2 separate regions of the Sus scrofa genome follow, and region 2 is linked to region 1. A link is a contact called in public Hi-C data. All regions are on one chromosome and are shown on one strand. Each heading gives the region's core, a stretch centred on a gene start, on an enhancer-like site or on the middle of the called end of the contact. The rest is flanking DNA. Distances are from core to core; before and after follow the strand shown.

Region 1 (2,700 bases), core at 196-2,695:
CTGGAGTTTCTGATTTATTAAAGTCTCATCTCTGGCATTTAGCAGTGTGAACTTGGGCAAATTATTTCGTGGCACTGAGCCTCGGGTTCTTTATAAAATAAGAATACTAATTTCTATAACTGGTCTTTAGAAGCTCTAAAACAATATAAGTGCATTCATTTTTTTAAAACTAGAAACTGTTAGGTAAACTGAACTGAGTATATGATATTATATATTCAGTTCAACAGCACATTCTTGATAACCACAAGAGGGTCTAGGAAGGGAAACTGTTAATAAATCTTTCCCTTCCCCCAAATTAATGTTGTGGAGTGTTTAGAGACATTCTTAAAGCAATGAGTCTTAGCAATTATTAGGTCAAACCCCTTTGAGATTACAGAAAAAAAATGCACAGATGCAATCCTGACTACCAAATTTGGGGGAAATGGGAGAGTCCTCTAACTCCCATTTAGGCAACCCTTAAGAAAATGTTTCTCACAATGCAACCTCATATTTTCTGCATCCCAGTTGCTTGCTGTGCTTTTAAAAATGCTAATTTCTGGACGCTGCCCCACCCTTCGTAAATCACAATTTCTAGAGGAGAAATCTGCATTTTAATAGGCACCCAGGTGATTTGCTATGCTCGGAGGTGGTCCAAGAACTCCTAGTTAATCACCGCTGTTTTTTTCCTTATTCTAAATTTTAAGGTCTGTCCTAGTGCAGACCTACGAGTCGGTTGAATTAATGGAAAGGAAATTCAGCTTTAAAGCAGGAACCCAGGTAGACAGTTGAAAGCGTTCGTCCAATGGCAAATTGAAAATGATTCTCTGGACCCTAGCCACTTAAGTTCTCTCCAAGGGTCTTGGCTACCGACAAATAAGTATCCGACAGACAGTTTGCTCTTCTGCTGCGGGGGGAGGGGCTCGAGGGGAGGATTAACTGAGTCAACTACCCCCTGCGCGCGCGCGCGCGCGCACACACACACACACACACACACACACACACACGTTGAAACAGAAGGCCTTTTATTTATCTTTGCTGCCCAGGTTCATTATTAAAAGGGTTGGTTTATGTGTGTAAGTTTGCTAGGGAGGGAAGTGAAAACATCTGCAGAACCATGCAATGCCCTGGAACGGAACTCTTCTAATAAAAGATGTATCATTTTAAATGCGCTGAATTTTGATTCTGGTAATTCGTGCACTAGAGTGTCTATTTCGAGGCAGCGGAGGTATCATATGACAGCGCACGTCAAGGCACCGTGGAGCCCTCTCGTGGACTCCCACCCACTTTCTCATTCACCCGGAGAGGGCTGCTCGCGCAGCCGCTCCCCCCGGCGAGCTAGCATGAAATCTCCCTGCCTCTGCCGAGATCAAATGGAGCTCCTCGCTCAGGGGGTGCGAGTATTACCTCCGCCATGCAATTTCCACTATCAATAATTTAACTTCTTTGCTGCAGAACAGAAGGAGTACAAACCGGGCACCAAAGATTCCCCCCTACCCCTTCTTTTTGACCAAAGGGAACGTGAAAAAATAATAGAGTCTGGGGATTTCGGGGCCGAAGTCTTCCCCAGAGCAGCTGCCTTGATGTTTACTTTGACAAGTAGTGACTGAAAAGGTGGGTTTCTTTTTTCTTTCTATCTCTTTCCGTTTTTCTCTGGTCGGCTAGAAACCGTGTGGCTTTAGTGAGATCTGTCATTGCCTCGGCTTCTTGGCTGGAGCAAGTAACTTGGTGTAACGTTATCTGGGGGCGTTCATTAATAAAAAATGCCGTTATTATCTTGATCGAATTCCTATTAGGCAAACTCCGGAGAGGTCAGTGCACGAACTCTGTTTAAGCCCGTGTGTTTAAGGCAGCGGAGTAAACCAATAGCCCCCATGCTCTGTGCGATTTCATTGTGTGCTCACATTTGCCAGCTCCGTCGTGCCGGAAGGTGCGGGAAGGTGTGTCTGTGGCCCGGGAAACGCACGCCCTCTCCCACAGAACTTGGGTGCTGGGATGGGGCGTAGGGAGTGGCCAGGGAGGGGAGCGAGACCCCGGGGGCGCTGGATTCCCGCTTACTCCCTCGCGCCCCCGCGCGCAGAGCCAGGGCTTCCGCGGAGGGCACCGGACGCGGGGTTCCCCCGGGCCGGGACTAGGTCACTCCTCCCGACGGCGGGCGTGGCGCGCGGTCCTGATGGGGCGCCCTAGGTACGGGCGCGGGGCTCGCGGGGTCACGTCGCGGGGCCGAGAAGAAAGGCGGAACGCGGCGCGCGGGCCAGGGGAGCCCCAGCAGCCCAGGGAGTCCTAGGGGCCGAGCTGGGGGAGAGGAAAAGGCGCGGCGTTCCCTTTAAGCAGCCACCCCGCACGGGTCTCGGTGGCGCGGGCGAGCGGGAGGAGGGGGGCGGGGGGGGCGGCGCCGTTTGACCAATAGAAGCTCAACCGAAGAGCTAAATAATGTCTGACCCCGGCTCCAGGCGCAGGCTGGAGCTCCTAGTCCGCGCTGCAGACGCCGCCGCGCCGGGGCGCACCCGCCGGCTAGCTGTCCCGCGCACCCCGTCGCGCCGCGGGCTCCCGGGCGGGGCCGAGGAGCCGGCCCTGCGCGCCCCCCAGCTCCTCCTTGTGAAGCTTTGATGAGACGCTTGAACTGCAGCTGCCAACGCTGCTGTGGGGCCGGCGGCGAGCGGCTCCGCGACGGGGACCGGGGCGGGGCTCAGGGGCCAGGAGCGGGACAAGGATGTGACTCCG
Region 2 (2,704 bases), core at 126-2,625, 200 kb after region 1:
AAAAGTTCTTGAACATCTGTAGCAACAAATGACAGCAATGAATAAGAGATGAAAAGTACATGAATGCTTTTGCAGGACATAAGGGCCATTAAGGACCAAAGAAGGGAAACAGAATGGCCAAAAGGGAAACTTAGTGGAAGTGGCATATCTTCCACAGACCTGGAGGATGGGTTCAGTTTGAGGATGTACAGAGTATGGAAAACTAGAAGCGATGAAGAAAGGCATTCTACATAAGTACAAAATAAATGAAGACTTGGAAGCAAGAAGAAGCATGGTTTTAAACATTCCACCTCTACTGGAGTGGTTATTCCATTTGAGGGATGAGAAATGAGGTTAGATGAGTTAGGATCAGAGTTTGCAAGGCTTTAGGAATAGGAATTGGGGGGGGGGAAGCCATTGAAAGTTTTTGAGCAGTAACCTTTGATGATGGAATCAGGGTTCAAGGGGGAAAAAAGAGTCTAATGGTGGCATTCATGATGGAAGAGAAGAAAATACTATAGTTGAATGGAAAGGATGTATGGGGCAACAGAGAGGTCGTTAAAACCATCTTGTCATGAAGTGTTAAACACTCCTTTGTAAGAGCACCCCACAGATTAGCAGTGCAGACTGGAGCTTGAATAAATACTAGTGGAATTGAAATGCTGGGCAAATTAATATTTCACACTCAAATTAAGGCCTAAAATTGGTTTTGGCTCATGAAATTTTCAAAAGTAGTCCTAAGAATCTAGAGTGTTTTAAGAATATTATTTGCTTCCTAATATTTCATTTATATAAGGTTTTTGATGAGCTTTTAAAAATTCCTACTTTGAGATGCACCCAAGTGTCTTGTTTTCTCACTCACCCAAGAGTGTTTCATGACTTTTGCACTTTCCATCCTTTTTTTTTTTGCCTTTTGTGTTTTTTAGGGCCGCACCCAGGGCATATGGAGGTTCCCAGGTTAGGGGTCTAATTGGAGCTGTAGTTGCAGGCCTACACCACAGCCACAGCAATGGCAGATCTGAGCCCACAGCTCACAGCAATGCCGGATTCTTAACCCACCGAGCAAGGCCAGGGATGGAACCCGAAATCTCATGGTTCCTAGTAGGATTCGTTTCCGCTGCGCCAGGACGGGGAACTCCGTACTTTCTATCCTTATTCTCAGATTTCTAGGGAAGATCTATGCCTTGGATTGGTAAATTAATTAAAGCAATGGAGCCACAAATGCGGAATTTATAATATCTCACTTACACACGTCACCGAATCTCACTTAGAATCTAAAGAAATCGGAGATCGGACTCTTTGTCCGACAGAGGGGAAGACTGAGGCCGAAAGAAGGTAAGTGAGCAGTCCAGGCTCACAGAACCAAGGGGTAACAAGAATCCAGACTCCACCACATGGAGCCAAGGGTTGCAAACGGGTGGGATAGCTAAGAATGGGGAAAGAATTGGGAGGGAGACTCTTTTCAACTATAGGAGGCCGGGGGATTGGAGAACCTGACAAGCACTGAAGATGCAGCCCAAGGCCACCCTCTGGAGCCCGCTCAGCCCACGGGAAGATCCCCGCGAGCCCCAGCTCGGTTGCTCCCGCTCTCGCGATACTGGCTCGGTTGCTCCCGGCTCCTGCTAAGCCCCGCCCCTCCACCGCAGCCCCTCTATCGTCATTTCCTGTGGGTCTGCAGGCAAAGGGAGAAGATGGCGGCGTTGGGGGAACCTGTGCGACTGGAGAGGGGTGAGTGGGGACTAGGCCGGGACTGTCGTGGACGGAGAAGGTGGGGGAGTGCCTTTCCGCCGTGGGGGTGGGGGGCAGCTAAGCTCTGAGATCTGGAATCAGTCTTTTCTTCGCGCTGGCGCCGGTGGCCGCCGACGTTGCTGCGCCTGGCCCCAGGGGGAGAGCTTGCTGCTCTTGACTGATACCCAGACCCACCTCTATTCACACGGACAGTCGCGAAGCACAGTACTGTTCGACCCCACCTGTCTGCGTTCGCAAACACACTCTGCACACGCGTTCTCTGGATGGGTATGGCAGACGCAGCGTTCGGAGACGTGTCTAGCTAAGCAAACATCACACGCCCAGTTGTACAGACTACACTCACTGCCCGTATTGACCTGTGCACAATCCAGTGTCCCCGCCTTACTCACACAGCCCGGCTTCACAGTACATTGCCACAGAACCCACCTTATTTATGCACGAACGCTGTCGTTACTTCGACCACAACCCCACTTGTATTTCTATCGGGTTGTGTTCTGGCTGTGGTCCCCCTCCCCGTACGGAGAAGGTGCTTTAAAAACAATCTTACTAATGTCCAGGGAAGAAGGTTACATAACTAGTTGGAATTGTGGTAGATTGTAAAATACTTAATAGTGTAGTTTTTTTCCTTCTTTACAAATCCTACAATTGCTAACTGGCTGGGTGCTTGCTTTGTAGAGCAGGCTGTCAAGGAAAATAAAACCTTTCTGCTGAATGACTGGAAATCGAAAAGCCAGTTAAAGTACATAGCTATGAGCCTAGAAGAGGCCTGTTGAAGATTTTCAGCATTCCCCTCTTTCCTCCCAAGTCCTTTTTTTCAAATAACTTCATGCATACTTTTGACATGCTAGTATTAGGAGTCGTAAGAGTCAAAAAGTATGAAGTACACATATGGAGTACTAGTGATAAAGTATAGGATGGAGATTGAAAATATCTTGCAGATATTAACTTTTGCATTTACTGTCTGAGTGTTAAGTAA

The links. A called contact is a pair of places that touch in the nucleus more often than the background predicts.
Region 2: a contact with region 1 is called in a Hi-C map of embryonic fibroblasts, with 4 times the contacts expected there. The contact joins the promoter of LIN7C here to the promoter of BDNF in region 1. A contact is called at or near these places in 2 of 47 Hi-C or Micro-C datasets (embryonic fibroblasts and heart right ventricle).

What each region holds. Positions count from the first base shown.
Region 1 is chr2:32,643,216-32,645,915 of Sscrofa11.1, forward strand. It overlaps BDNF (brain derived neurotrophic factor), which reads left to right and starts at 1,446. Exons shown (of 2, transcript NM_214259.2): 1 at 1,446-1,590.
Region 2 is chr2:32,843,553-32,846,256 of Sscrofa11.1, forward strand. LIN7C (protein lin-7 homolog C) reads left to right here and starts at 1,376. Exons shown (of 5, transcript XM_003122904.4): 1 at 1,376-1,707. The coding sequence starts at 1,671.